Linked DNA regions of Oryctolagus cuniculus: region 1 is linked to region 2. The links are chromatin contacts, called in public Micro-C maps. All regions are on one chromosome and are shown on one strand. The core of a region is the stretch at or near the end of the contact, and the rest is flanking DNA. Distances in the headings are between cores, read along the strand shown. Region 1 holds the start of ASAP2 (ArfGAP with SH3 domain, ankyrin repeat and PH domain 2). Region 2 holds the start of CPSF3 (cleavage and polyadenylation specific factor 3).

Region 1 (3,822 bases), core at 638-3,137, 180 kb after region 2:
CTAAAATTAATCAGGGAAAGGGGACGCCGATTTTAGCAGCAATTCCTACTTGCCTGGCTTTGCAGCATCTGCCCAGGCTGACACACTGAACTGACCGACAGGCTGCAGAGGGAGGGAAGATACACAACTTTACAACCACGACCAGGCACTGGCGATGAAGCTTCCTTGCCTTGCAAAACACCTGCTACTACCTCGGCGCAGAAGGTGTACTTCCAGGGCTTTCCAACTAGGTCTTCCGAAACCATCTCACTCGCCATCCCCACCTGCCTCGTGCCTGCTTTTTTAAGCCTTTCAGATAAAAGTGGAATTAAGTCACCTGGAGAACACTGGACTCCCTGCAAAAGGTTTCCACTCAGCTGCCTTGTGCCAAAAAAGGGTGGGGACAGGAGGAGCTACCTGGGCCGACACGGTCAAGAACGCGAGCGAGCGGTGACTTCTGACTCAGCCCCGCCAAGGGCTGTTTCTGCCTACAGAGAATCCCCGGTTAAGATAAAACATTCTGCATCTTTTTCTCAAGCGGTTGCTAAGCGCAGATTCTTTGTTCAGGTGGGGGTGGCGGGATGAATCCCGGCCTTGATCTACCGCTCCGGGGGACCCCGGGCACCCGACTCTGGCCCAGGCATTTTGGTCTAAAACACCCACCCACCCACCCACCCCCATACCCGATTCTTATGCGGCAGCCTCACGCTGCAGCCAAGAACAACCAAACCGGCGACTCCCGGCTGCCGCACGCGGGGCTGGGCGCCGGGTCCCCGCCACCGGCCCCGCGGAAGGCAGGCGCCCGCGCTCGGAGGCCCCGGCTCCAGCAGGTGAGCGAGGCGCCGCCGCAGCGAGGACCCGCCCCGGGCTGCGGCCCGGACCTGGACAGCGCCCCGGCGATGACTGTGCACCCTGAAAGAGCTGCCTGAAGCCAGGCCTCGCCCAGGGAGCCGGAGGCAGGCGGCCAGGGGTTCCCGCAGGTGAGACGCAGGTAACCCGGAGCCGCACCAGAGGCCTCCCGGCCCTAGAGGCGCCGACTCCGCGTGCACGGTGCGGGGGCGCCCAGGCCTCTTCACCTTGGCGGGCCGGGCCCCCCTGGAGGAACCCGCGCGGAGCCGCGCCGGGGACAAGCTGCGGAGGTCCGCGCCGGGGACCTCGCACCCCGGACCGCGGCGGGCTCAGGGGTCCCCTGCTCACCGCCGCCTCCGGCCCTCGGCCCAAAGTTGGCCGCGCGGGGAGGGAAGGGCCCCCGCCGGAGCCCCCGCGAGGGAGATGGGGGCGGGGCGGGGGTCCCGCAGAGGCCCGAAGTGGCCCTCGACCGTCGCCTGCGAGCCCCGACGCGGGAACAAAGGGCTTCTGTGTCGGGCAGGGCTGGCCCGGCCGCGTCCGCAGCGCCGGAGAAGAAACTTTTCCCGGCCGCGGGGGCCGGGACCCGCGCGGGCCGCCTCGGGCGGGGACCCGGCCGGGGCGCGGCGCCGCGGTCCCTGCGGCCAGAACTGCCTCCCAGGCCGCCGCTCACCTCCTCGATGGCCGCCACCGTGTTCCGGCACTGGGCCGTGCGCGTGGTGAAGCTGGAGGCCGTGGGCGCCTTGTAGTCCTCATGGGTCTCGGCCACGAATTCCGACACGGAGATCTGGTCCGGCATCGCCGCGGCGCGCGGGCGAGGGACAGCCGCCGCCGCCGCCCGGGCGCGCGGACAAAGGGGAGCGCCGGGGCGCGGGGGCCGCCGCTGGGCGCGGGAGCCGGCGCGGGGCCCGGCGGCGGGAGCAGGGGCGGCGCGCAGCCCGCAGCTCGGCCCGGCCGTCCGCGCGCGCGCCGAGGGCTCCCGCGACCGCCGCCGCCGCCGCCGCGCGTCCTCTCCAGCGAGCCCCAAGGCGGGCGCGCAGAGCCGGCGGGAACTGCCCGCCACCCAGCCGCGGGCCCCGAGCGCCTCCCGCGGAGAGGGGCGGGTCCGGGCCGGGGGCGGCGGCCGGCCGGGCGCGGGGCGGGGCGGGGCGGCGCGGAGGCCCGGGCGCCAATCGGCGCGCTCGCCGCCGCCGCGCCGCCGGGAAGCGGAGCCCGCAGGAAGGAGCGCGGCGCGCGCCCCGGCCCGCCGAGCCGCTCCCCGCCGCCGCCGCCGCCGCATTGTCTCGAAGCCCGGGGCCGGCGCGGCGCGCGGGGTCTTGGGGCGCGCCCCCCGGGGGGGTCTTGCCGCGCACGGAGACCTCCCGAGGCCGTCGCTCGGACCCTGGGTGCGCTCGGGCCGAGCCAGGGCCGCCTTCCCCCCCCCCCCCCGGGCACGCCAGCCCGGCCCCGGCGGGGAGCCCCGCTGGGGCCCCCACCTGAAGCGCACCCGGGGAAAGCCCGGGCTGCGGGAAGCCGGCGCGAGTCGCTCGCCCCCTGCCGGAGGACGCGCTCCGCCCGGAGCACCTGACACAGCCACGAGTGGGAACCCTGTAGTGAGCGTCTGCGTGGTTTCCGTGGGGTCGTCTCGCCCGGGCAGGCGTGAGAGAGGCGGGTGCATGTCCTGCCCGGACCAACGTGCCCGAGGGCTGGGGTCCTGGTGGGATTCAAACCCCCACGGGTGGCCCCTCTGCTAGGAAGGCGCACGGCGCCAGGAAATGCTGCAGTCGTGTCCGCTGCGCTCGCCCGGGCTTAGCGGGAAATCCTCCCAGGGTGCCCGGCCGGACCCCTCCCGGGGACGCCGCGCGAGCGGGCGAGGAGGGGTCTCCTCCGGGGGTGGAGGGCGGCCAGGCCGGGTCGTAGCCGGTCCGCGGGAAGAGGCTGAATCAACGCCGACTTCCATGCGCAGCTCTCGGGTCTGGGGACTGCGCTCGCGTAGAATCGCGCCGGCGGCTCCGCCAGCCGAGTGCAGCGCTGGCCGTGGCTGCCGGCTCTAGACCCGGGAGAAATGGACAAAAACCTTTTGTGCTTCGGACGAGGAGGAAGTGCGAGAGACGCTGGGGGAGCTGCCTCCGGGGACCGGGGACCCCACGGCCCGTCTTAAGCTGCCTTGTGAGAATTCGCTGTAGGAGGGGCGCCTTCGCTCAGACGTTATGTATGGCCTCTGGTATTTCAGCAGCGCTCCCTGGATTGCTTGGTGCGCGGCTTTCAGTACTGCACTCAGCCATGAGCTGCAACTTTGAAACTCTGCTGCTGTCCTCCCTGTAGGGTTTCCACCCTTTGGATGTCTTTGGGGATTTCCTGGATTGGCAACTTTGTATACTTCCTGCCTGGCGGGTACCTGTTGCAGGTATACTGGTGCCCCTGGCTCCTTCGGTGGCCTCCTGCCTGCTCCTCTAGCTGCAGTCTTTGTTCCTGGGTGGTGTGGGACAATGTCCATCCTGGTGGGACAATGTCTATCCTGGCCACCTTTTCAGGGCTTGGCGACCGCAGTCTCTGTGAGGCTCTGCGGGCTTAGGATGGGCACGCTGTGATTTTCCTTGGCATCTGGTCCAGCATTAGCCAAAGCGTTCAAGACGCCTTCTACAAGGGCAAAGTGAAGCTCAGTGCTCTCTCTCTCTCCATGCACCTCTTGCCCCGTTTCTTCTCATTTGTGGTATTTTCTCGGGGGCAGGAAGTAGTGGTGCTGCGTTGTGTGTTGCAAGTGGATGAGAGAGCTGGTGGAAAAGAAATCGTCACCAAGTCCATTGGCGGTGTAAAGAGGACGTCAGATGGATCGGAATGACAGAGCAGTTTACTACTCTGCCACTCCTTCCAAGTCTGAGCAAGGGGCCGTATGCACACCACCCGCATTGCTTCCCATACCCGAGACCCAGTTCAGGTCCTGGCTGCTCCACGTTCGGCCAGCTCTCTGCTAATGCTCCTGGGAAAACAGCCGGTGATGGCCCAAGTCCTCCGGCC
Region 2 (3,824 bases), core at 794-3,293:
TGGGATGCCGGCGCACTTGCTACACCAGAGCACCAGCCCCCATTACCTCCTCTCACTTGTTCTTCACAGCAAATCACAACCCAGCAACCTGGTATGGTAACACAGGCTCTGAATGGCTTGTTCCTCCTAAAATAAGCTTCAAAGGAAACTACTGCTGTCACCTCCACAGTACCTGATGTACTAAGTCTAAGAAACAGTACATAGCAACTCCCGCATTATGAGCATTCAGACCTTACGCTCATTCACCTACGAGCCCATTCACGCGAAATGTCCAGAACGGATCATCCAGAGGGAACCAGCTCGCGGGGGCCGAACAGCCTGGGGGGAAGGAGTGACTGCGAGTGGAGCGAGGAGAGCGTCCAGGAGTTAGTGGTGACAGGTACAGAACGCGGACGCCCACTAAATGCCTGCGTTCTACCGCATGTGAATACGGTATCAGCAAAGCTGCTGCAAAACCACCCCACTCCCAAACTCACTCTCCACCTGCTGCATCTGACACTCTGGACCGACAGCCCGGCCCAGACCTCGGCGTCCACCCAGGCACAGCTCAGCCGCCACAGAGCCCCGGACTTCACTCCCCCGCTCTCCACCCACGTGCACCCGGGCTGCAGGCCCCCCCACTCGCCGCGCTCTCGTCACCCGGCAGGGCTCCCCACAACTGACACCTGAGGCCCAGACGCCTCCCTCTGGGCCACTCCCCCGGCACTCGGGGCCGCGCGAGCCCGGGCTCTTCACCAGCTGAGGACGATCTCCATCTTTCCTGCTCAATTCCACACCAGAGACGCCTTCAGGGAGACCCGCTGTCCTATCCTAGCAAGGGTGGGGCAGGGAGCACGCCCCAGCGCCGCCCCCAAAGGGCCCCCACCTCTCCCAGCGTTTCCCGCTTTGCACTGCAGTTCGCTCCTGAAGGGCCAACTCCACGAACTCAGTCCTCCGTCTGGTGTGCACCCCCAGCCCGGTGCTGTGCTAGGTACTTGCCCGGTCTTCCCTGAACGCACACCTGGGTTACGAACGTCCCCGCAGGCGCTCAGTGAACCCCTACAGGACGCGGAGCAGACACCACGCGTGGGCTACTATCACCCAGCAACAGCGTCTGCGGGGGCTGGCACGGCGGTGCGGTGGGTCAGCCCTGTCCCGGACCCCCGCACACCTATGAGCACCGCTCCACTGCCAACCCAGCTCCCTGCTAGTGCACCTGGGAAGCAGCAGAGATGGTCCGCGTGCTTGGGCCCCTGCACCCACGCGGGAGACCTGGACGGAGCTCCAGGCTTCCGGCCAGCAGATGGAAGCTCGCTCCCTAAATCTTCCAGATAGTCTCTGTGGGTCCACACTGCTCTTCCACATAGCCCCACATTTATACTCAGCTCTACTCCTCTATTTGTCCTCGGGGGCCAGCCCAGGCGAGAGATCGGTCTCCGACGGACAGCCACGGGCCGAGGGCGTGCGCTCCGCTCTCTCCTCCCCGCCGCGGGCTGCGCTCCCGCACGCCCCTCTCCCGCTCCGGCCTCGCATCTCCGCACCGTCAGGCCCCGGGGGCCATCGGCGCCAGGGGCGGCTCCTCCCCGCGCCGCCGCAGCCTCAGCCCGCGCGAAAGCGCCCAGGGGCCTGCACGCCGCCTCCCCTGAGACGGGAGACGGGGCGAAACCCAGGGGCCTGCACGCCGCCTCCCCTGAGACGGGAGACGGGGCGAAACCCCGTCAGCGCGGGAGGCCCGCCCGGGCCGGGGCTGCGGGCAGCGGGGCCCCTCCTCGCCCCTCGCCCGCTGGTCCCTTACAGGGGTCGGATCAGCAGCTGGTCGCTCTCCTCAGCAGGAATCGCAGACATCCTGGGAGGCTGAGGGAGGAGCGAGGCTGAGCAAGCGGGCGCCCGAGTTCTTCCGAACTGGAAACACAGCTCCCGAGACCTGAAGAAGGAAGAACCCGGGCCAGTAAAGGCACAACTTCCGGTTCTCTGGCGCTCTCGGAGTGAGGCTCCGCCCCGACTTCCGGTCCGAGAACCCGGCCCGCGAGGTTCCTCGCGACGCGCGGTCCGGGAGGCCGGGGCGGGTCCTCAGCACTGCGCCTGCGCGAGGCCGGGGAGGCGCGCCCCGGCGGACGCGGTGAGGAGGCTTGGAAAAGCCGGCGCCGGAATTAGAACTGGAGTAACCTCGGACTCGCCGCGGAGGGCCGGCGTCCCCAGGGCCAGGCCCGCGGCCGCGAGGTGAGGGCCCCGCGCGTCGCCTCAGGCGGGGCCGAGATGGCGGGCGCCGGAGCGGAACGCGGCCCCGAGGGCGGCGCCGGCGAGCGGGGAGCATGGGTGGGGCCGAGGCGGCGGCCGCGCTGGCTCCCAGGGCAGCCCCGCGGGCGAGCAAGGCGAGGCGCGGGGCCCCCGCGTTCCGTTCTCCCCGCGCCCCTGGGGCCGGGCCGGGGTCGTCGTCTGCGCAGGCGCACGGTGCGGGGGCCCCGGCAGGTGTGCGGCCCGCTCGGCCCCCGGCCTGGCGCCCCCGGAGCGCGCACGCTCTGCCATGGGGTCTGTGGTGTCAAGGCCTCGGGGGGGGGGGGGGGCGGGGGTGGCCTCCCGCGGAAGTCCTCGGCTCGGTTTGCAGGGCTCTGCCAGGCTGTGCCTGGGAAGGGGGAACCTCTGGGGTCGGGTGGTCCCGGGGTGAGGGCGGGCACCCCCGCTGTGGCCCCTTGGCTCAGCCTGGGGGGTCGGGGGCCAGTCGCAAAAGAGAAGCAGCCTGCGATTCGTCCCGAGAGGTGGGAGGTAGCCAGGTGACTCCAGGTGGAGGCATGCGGGGGGTGGGGGGCTTAGCACACCTGGGCTAGGTGCGCGCTCCGGGGCGGGGGTGAAGAGGGCTCCCGTGCCCTTGGACGGGCGTCTCCAGCTGTGAGGTTGTAGTGGAGCGGGGGCATCAGATGGGAGGCTGAGGTGTGACGGGTGATTCAGGACAAGGTCCCCACGCGAGAACTGCCCTCCGCCTGCCGTGGCTGCCTGCGCCCTCCCAGGAGGGGAGCAGGTCCTGAAAGGACAGCGACCTGGCCACGACGCGGGCCGCCTCCGAGAGCTCCCGGGGAGCCCGGGTTCTGGGTGCTCTGTGGGCTGCGGGGGCCGGGGGCAGCCAGGCCTCGGTGTGGGCAAAACCACACTTTCCTGGGGTGAAGTGGAGGAGGAGGGGGCGCCGATGCGGGGGAGGACGCTGTGTTGCGCGGTGTGGTGGACCTCGTTTGGCGCATGAATAAGGCAAGAGCGATTTGCATGCAGCAAAGCAGGTATCGAAGACTTACCAAGTGCCGTTTCCCCCGAGCTCCCGGCCTGACGATGTAAAAAGGCTTAAGGCTCCCCGGCCCTGGAGCCGCTCTCGGGGTTCTGCAGGGTCGGGGAGATGCCTTAGGGAGCCACGGGCGGTGCAATCGAGCGTTAGCTGTGGACTGCGCTCGGCGGCCTTGTGCACGTAGCTGGGCTCTCCCACACTTCGAGGCCTTCCGGATTGCGCACCTGTGGATCCGGCCCGTCCAGGACAGCACATTGCACCTGCTCGGAATGTGTGTAGACTCTCCCCGTGGTGTTCCGGGTGACCACGCATTAATTAGGCGGCGTCCACAGGGTACTGGCTATGGTAAGCAGTCCACACACAGGAGGATGTGTGTAGCGTCTTTACAGATTCTACGCATTTTACCGAAGGGACGTGAGGATGCGGATTTCGGTGTTCTTTGGTGGGGAGGTTCTCCTGGACCCATCACCAAGGATCCTGAGGGGACAGACCTTGAACCCGACGTGTTCACTGTGGTAGCCCCGCGGCCCTGCCTCGGCGCAGGAGGCTGGAGTGCTGTGCTGGGCCTCCCCGG

Evidence for each region. A called contact is a pair of places that touch in the nucleus more often than the background predicts.
Region 1: a contact with region 2 is called in a Micro-C map of ear pinna, with 4 times the contacts expected there. The contact joins the promoter of ASAP2 here to the promoter of CPSF3 in region 2. A contact is called at or near these places in 2 of 6 Hi-C or Micro-C datasets (ear pinna and an unstated tissue).

What each region holds. Positions count from the first base shown.
Region 1 is chr2:192,844,206-192,848,027 of mOryCun1.1, forward strand. It overlaps ASAP2 (ArfGAP with SH3 domain, ankyrin repeat and PH domain 2), which reads right to left and starts at 1,888. Exons shown (of 28, transcript XM_051833312.2): 1 at 1,499-1,888. The coding sequence starts at 1,624.
Region 2 is chr2:192,666,081-192,669,904 of mOryCun1.1, forward strand. CPSF3 (cleavage and polyadenylation specific factor 3) reads right to left here and starts at 2,044. Exons shown (of 18, transcript XM_002722482.5): 1 at 1,775-2,044. The coding sequence starts at 1,824. It overlaps ITGB1BP1 (integrin subunit beta 1 binding protein 1), which reads left to right and starts at 1,951. Exons shown (of 7, transcript XM_017338412.3): 1 at 1,951-2,199.